Regions from separate parts of the Mus musculus genome. Here region 2 is linked to region 1. The links are chromatin contacts, called in public HiChIP or PLAC-seq maps. All regions are on one chromosome and are shown on one strand. Each heading gives the region's core, a stretch centred on a gene start, on an enhancer-like site or on the middle of the called end of the contact. The rest is flanking DNA. Distances are from core to core; before and after follow the strand shown.

Evidence for each region. HiChIP or PLAC-seq counts read pairs in DNA pulled down with a chosen protein or histone mark.
Region 2: a contact with region 1 is called in an H3K27ac HiChIP or PLAC-seq map of embryonic stem cells, with 18 read pairs. The contact joins the promoter of Mga here to the enhancer-like site in region 1. A contact is called at or near these places in 7 of 39 promoter capture datasets (the 3T3-L1 cell line, embryonic stem cells, erythroid cells and 2 more), 1 of 15 datasets of contacts at CTCF or cohesin (embryonic stem cells), 23 of 484 Hi-C or Micro-C datasets (the G1E-ER4 cell line, embryonic stem cells, morula and 2 more), 14 of 115 datasets of contacts at active chromatin or transcription factors (embryonic stem cells, extraembryonic endoderm stem cells and trophoblast stem cells) and 1 of 9 other capture datasets (adipose tissue).

Annotation. Positions count from the first base shown.
Region 1 is chr2:119,842,078-119,845,390 of GRCm38.p6, forward strand. No RefSeq gene overlaps it. Among named protein-coding and RNA genes, the nearest start is that of Tyro3, 44 kb to the left of the region's middle. Within about 2 kb of position 1,669, at least 27 of the 459 cell types and tissues checked have an H3K27ac peak or open chromatin away from gene starts, as enhancers often do. A contact at or near this core is called in embryonic stem cells and neurons, where this site is marked.
Region 2 is chr2:119,895,596-119,898,941 of GRCm38.p6, forward strand. It overlaps Mga (MAX gene associated), which reads left to right and starts at 1,633. Exons shown (of 24, transcript NM_013720.2): 1 at 1,633-1,751.

The DNA of each region.
Region 1 (3,313 bases), core at 419-2,918:
AGGGAAGCGACGCATTGAATACACTTCCAAAAGAACATGATTTTCTACAGTGCTGGTGCCTGTGCCACCAGGAGAGGTGATGACAGCCTCCTCCCATTTCAGAAGCAGCTCCTAGAGTCATCTGTAGGCGGATTCACATGACACATCCTTAAACTGACGCCATTCTGGGCTGTCTGTTCCCCAGTCACATCTCAGCAACAATGGCTCGTTACATTTCTAAGTTTGATTCCTGATTGGTTGTTTACAGGAACATCCAGGCTGCCCCGCCTGGTATCAGAGCCAGGATTTATCCTTTTGAGTCATGAAACCTCACCAGTCCTGCGTATGTGAACAAGTGAACTGAAATACCTCAAGGGAGTTAAGTTGGTTGTTTGTCACCATATTTTAATCTAAAAAATGTTAGTATGTATTACTGGAGGAAGTTGATGCAGATTTGCCTGCAAACTGTCTTGAACACAATCTTTCTTTTCCGGTTGTTGTTGTTTTCTTGACTGATGTGTCTGTATGAGGAGCATTTTGACTCTCTCGTGTCACTGCTTTTCTGTTCTCACTCCTCTCAGAATCTTTGCCAACATACCACTGACATTTGAGAAAGAGAATAGAGCAGTTTGGCTTCTTACTTGCAAAGCCTTCTGTTTCCGTAGTGACGTAAATAATTATGGAATATATCAAGAGTTTTCTTTAGACGATGTGGGTTTCTTTATTTTTGAGATGGGGTTTGGCTTTGTAGCCCAGGCTGGCCTGGAAGCTGAAGTGTCCTGCCTCAGCCTGTAAAGTGCTGGTATTTCAGGTGTGTGCCAACAAATGAAGGCCAGATCAGCCTTTGAAAAGATGGGGTTGTTACCTATGGGCAGGGCTACAAGAGCAGCCTGAGAAAGATCTATCATATGAAATTTGATTCATATATACAAATATATGAAATTCTTTTTTCTTTTCTTTTCTTTTTTCTTTTTCTTCTCTCTCTCTCTCTTTTTTTTTTCCCGAGACAGAGTTTCTCTGTATAGCCCTGGCTGTCCTGGAACTCACTTTGTAGTGTAGACCAGGCTGGCCTCGAACTCAGAAATCCGCCTGCCTCTGCCTCCCGAGTACTGGGATTAAAGGTGTGTGCCACCACACTCAGCTTTCTTTCCTTATTTTCTGTGTATGGGTGTCTTGCCTGCTTGTGCATCTGCATACCACTTTGATCAGTGCCTGTGAGAACCTGAGGAGGTATCCCCTCAGTACAGTACAGATCCCCTGAAACTGTAGTTATAGGTGATTATTAACTCCTGAGTGGACGCTGGGAATCAAGACCACCCCCTGCCCCCACTTCTCAAGAAGAGCAGCCAGTGCTCCTAACTGCTGAGCCACCTCTCCAATACCGTTCTTTTAAAAACTCACTTTATTTAAATTAACTAACTAATTTTGGTTTTGAAACTGGCTCTCAATGTGTATTGCATTAATATTGCTTTCTTAGAAACTGTCTTAGTTAGGCTTTTACTTCTGTAAACAGATACCGTGACCAATACACACACACACACACACACACACACACACATATATATATATATCTGTCTTCAAACATACCAGAAGAGGGCACCAGATCCTAAAAAGGTCATCTCAGGAACTTTGAGAAAGTCAAGAAACACTGCCCCTCCAGAAGGGAGAGGCTAATTAGCATTTCTCAGACCACAAGAGAGAACCGACCTGAGGGTGGGGACACATTCCGCAGGACTGGCCTTGCTCATCTTCAGACAACCGAAGTCCTTGTCACCTCATTCCCTAAAGACCAATCAATTTAAAAGGTGCACTGTTCCACCAATCATATTGTACCTAGTTGCTTTTGCTTTGTTCTGCCCTGGAAACCATATAAAAACTCCCAAACTGGTGCTGGTAGTTGCTGCCTCTCCTGTGGGTCTGGGACAACCCCAGTGCACTGGAACAATTAATTCCTCTTGCTTTTTGCATCGATCCCGGCTCTACAATCCCCTGGTTGTGAGCAACCATGTGGTTGCTGGGAATTGAACTCAGGACCTTTGAAAGAGCAGTCGGTGCTCTTAACCACTGAGCCATCTCTCCAGGCCCAAGGCAATTTTTTTCCCTTGGGTATTTTCTTTATTTACATTTCAAGTGTTTTCCCCTTTCCAGATCTCCCCTTCTGAAACCATCTATCCCATCCCCCTCTCCCCCTGCCTCTATGATGGTGCTCCCCTGCCCATTCTGGTCTTCCCATCCTGGCATTCCCCTATACTGGGACATCGAACACCCTCAGGGCCAAGGGCCTTTCCCCCCACTGCTATCCAACAAGGCCATCCTCTGCCACATATGTGCCCAGAGCCATGGGTGCCTCCATGTATACTCTTTAGTTGGAGATCCAGTCCCTGGGAGCTCTGGGGGGTCTGGCTGGTTGACACTGTTGCTTCCTCCATGAGGCTGTCCCTCGCACAGTCTGCACAAGGCATCTCTTATAAGGAACAACATTTAATTGGGGCTGGCTTACAGGTTCAGAGATTCAGTCCATTATTATCAAGGTGGGAACATGGCAGCATCCAGGCAGGCATAGTGCAGGAGAAGCTGAGAGTTCTACATCTTTATCTGAAGGCTGCTAGCAGAATACTGACCTTCCTCCCTGCCCCCGAGACAGGGTTTCTCTGTGTAACCCTGGCTGTCCTGGAACTCATTCTATAGACCAGGCTGGCCTTGAACTCAGAAATCCACCTGCCTCTGCCTCCCAAGTGCTGGAATTAAAGGCCTGTGCCACTACTGCCCAGCTCAGGATGAGGGTTTTAAAGCCCACACCCACAGTGACACACCCACTCCAACAGGGTCATACCTACTAATAGTTCCACTCCCTGGGTCAAGCATATACAAACCATCACAAAAACTATTCTTTTTGCTTTTTACAAGTGGACCATTTACTTCTTTTCTTCCTTTCATATGAGCATGTGTGTGTCTGCCTCTGTGTGTGTGTGTGTGTGTGTATGTGTGTGTGTGTGTGTGTATGGAGGTCAGAGGACAACTTGCAGAATTCAGTTCTCATCTTCCACCTTGCTGAGGTCTTTCCTTACTCTGGTGGACTGAGTACTCTAGGCTAGCTGGCTGAAGTGCTTCTGGACAGTATCTGCCTCCCATCTGTAGGAGCAATAGGATCATAGAATCACACTACTGCACTGGCTTTTATTTGTTGGTTCCTGGGACAGACCTCAGATGGTCAGGGTTCTGTGCCTAGTGCCTTTATGTGTTCAGCTATCTCTCTGGCTATTTATTTATTTAATTTGAGACAGGGCCTCACTATGTAGTCCAAGATGTCCTGAAACTCACTCTGTAGACCAGA
Region 2 (3,346 bases), core at 383-2,882, 53 kb after region 1:
GAGATGCTATTTGGGTTGTCTTTTTTTGAGATGCTACCGAGTCATTCATACCTTAGGGGCAGACATTTTACTAGTAAATAAACTCAAATTTTAGTCTCAGAAAAATGAGATTTTTTTGAGAAACCATTATAACCCTCGAGAAGGCATCTTGGTTTAGTAGGAAAGGTTCTTGAGTCAGAGAAGAGGAACGTGTTAAAGAAATGGTTTTCAGTCTTCTAAGATCTTGAATGGTTTTCCTGAATCATGGATTTCAGAAGTCTGTAAACTTTAGTTCAGTTTCTGCCTATGTGTTGCGTATCTCCTCAGGAATAAATAGCTAAGTGAAACGAAGCAAGTCAGATCAACCCTGTTGGCTATCCTTGTCCTTCCTCTTGGCTCCATCCTTACATTCTTGGTTTCCTTCAAAGTGTTTGTATTGTCACTTAGCACAAAATAAGTTTTTCTATTATCTCTTGAGAGTGAAAAGTTTGGGAATATGGACTGCATTTTATGTTTTCTACTTAATTATTTCGTAATTACTCCTTTTCACTTTAAACATTTACTGGTAGGTTAGCAGCATGAAAGTAGTAAATGGTAGAGAAAAAAACCTAAAATTTTTGATGTTTGGTTGAGAATTATTGCTCTCTGACTTAGTTTGGCAATTGTCTGACATACTTGTTGGTTAATGTTTTCTTTACATTTTTAAGCTTCATTGTCTTGAAGAAGCAACAACAACAACAAAAATATACATTGTTGGTTAATGTTTTCTTTACATTTTTAAGCTTCATTGTCTTGAAGAAGCAACAACAACAACAAAAATATTCTTGACCATTTCTTTTTAAGACATCTTTCATCTTGGTATCAGGCAATTTAGTGGCAGCTCTTTTTCCTTTATAGAACCTTTCTTTGCTTTGCTTTTCATTCCAGCACGGTGTCTTGGCAGCCTAGCCTACTCTGGAACGTGAACTCACTATAGAATTCAGGTTAGCCTCGAACTCGCAGCAATCCTGCTTCAGCCTCAGTGTTGAGAATATAGGCATAAACTTCCATTCTCTGCGCTCAACAAGGCTTTCTCGAATTTTCCTAGTGTTCTTTGTTGGCGAATATTGGAAAATTGCTTACTCTTCTTTCGTGGTGTTTGCTTCAAGCTTTTCCAGTGTTCTGGTACTTTCCAACCCCATAGCACTTTGTACAGGAGGTCCTCCGTTTTTTTTTTTTTTTTTTTTTTTTTTTTGAAGGATTTGCGAAGCCAGGAGGTCTATGAAGCTTCATGTGGGTGGGGCTGGGTACGGCAGGGGCGGGGCCGGTGAGAAGTCTCTGGGAAAGGCTGAAGAGTCTTGTTGGGAAAGGCCTGGAGGGCAGTGGTTTCAGAATTTTCACGAAGGCTTCGAATACAGGATTGAGCGTATTGTGTACCTCTCTCCTGTCTCTCCTTTCCTGATTCTGGAAGCTTCATAAGTTCTTTCTGGATTACTAAAATGCGAAAAGGCTACGGCTTCGGCTCCGTGGGCGGAACCCAAGGGTCCTGACGCTGCTCCGGGCTGTTTGGCCTCCTGATGTTGGGGGAGGGGCAAAGAGGTGCTGCTCGCGCCTCCCTATGCGCCTGCGCGGTCGGCTCCAAGCTGGTAGGAGCGCGTGCGCAGTGACGTGGACATCCGGTGCGTGCGCAGGCTCTTCAGCTGAAGCGGACACACGGTGTGCGAACCCTTCAGAATAACCCTCCCCTAGAGGGATGTGAAGGACTCGGGGTGAGGCCGGCCACGCCCCGCACGGTAACTCTCGGGCCTGGGTGGAGGGCGTCGCTTCAATAGTGGCCCGATTGGAGTTTTTTTGAGTTTAAACCACTTGTGTATTTGAACGGCTTGCCCAGCGTTCCGCAGAGAGAGCTTCGCACGCCTGGGCCTGGCTGGGCCTTACGCTGTGCAGCCTTTGGTCCCTTGAGCGAGTTGCGCATGTCATCTCGCACGCCTCCCCGACCTCACTTCCGTGTCGCTCGGAGAACTAACTAGGAACATCGACGCCGGAGACCGAGACCACGAGGCGGGCGGGGTGAGAAGTGCCTACGGCACGGCCCTGCCCTCGCGTGCGTGGGGTGTTGAACAGCATGGCACGTTCCGCGTGACGATTTCTAGCCTGGTTATCGATGGAATAAGCACAGGTTTTAAGAGTTCAGCTCTCTGAGTTTCAACTCTCCGAGGGAAACAACCAATGTCTGTTTCTCCAAGGAACTGGATGCAGTGTTTTGACACCTATTCAAACATTTCCTAGCGTGTAATTTCGGGTCAAATTGAGGCAAGGCCCCGAATTTAATGAGGGGGCGATGAGTGAGTTGAATGAGAGTGAGAACTTTGTAAACAAAGGAGCTGTGATTTGTAAGTGCTAATTCGAAGGCGGAGAAAACAGGTAGGGAACAGGTGGTGGTTCCTTTTTCTCTTTCTGGGGTAACCTGACTGGTTTTCTGTCCATAGGACTTCCCGTTTCTGTTGAATTTTCAAGTACGTCTTTGAGTCGAGTGTAAGGTGCGCAAGGGCATTAGCCTTCTCTTTCGTTCCCCAAGAATGTCTCTTTTTCTCTGGCAAAAGGATGGTAGCAGGCATGGGTGAAGAGTGCCTGAAGAGTGGCTTGATTAGTAGAACGGGAAAAATCTCCGTCTGAGGGAGACCCACTCTTGTTCGCGTCGCCGAAGCCGACACGTGGATCTTGAGAAGTTAGGGCTCACTTATGCTCAGTCTGTGGGTGTTGTTGAGCTTGCCAAGCTTGCGTGTCCAAGTGCTTGGTCAACTCTGCCTGTCTTGCTGGCTTTTTGCGCACGACGCTGCTGCAGTTAAGGTGCAGGAGAGTAGCGAGAGGACTGCTGGGAAATGGGCTGGCGGGGTGACTAGTTGTGTAGTCTCCAAGGTAACCGAAAGCGGCTGAACAGCCTTAGGAACACAGGGTTCCGCCTGGCTGCACGTGATCCTTGGGACTCTACCCTGGAAGAGTTTTCTTTGCGACATTTTTTTCATGTTTGTGGCTAGCTGAAAAGCGAGTAACTGGAGGCTGTTTTATTTTTTTATACATAGGTAGTAAGTTGTGTCCACTTAACTGCAACACAAGTGAAAGACCTGAAATTTCATTCCCTGGGTGCATTGGCATATTTATTTCAAATTTGCTGTCCATTTCTGCAGTAAAGGTTAGTTTTTCAGGTTCTACTTAGTAACCCATAGGCAACTAAAAGCTTGTTAACTTGAATTGTTTCAGATTAATACCTACAAATGGAGATATGTAAAAAATTTGAGTTTCAAAATGCGATTTAATTTAATCAAAAGACAAACACCATAGTGAGCCTCCTGTATAGTAGTACATTTATCGTTTAAAAGGACATGGT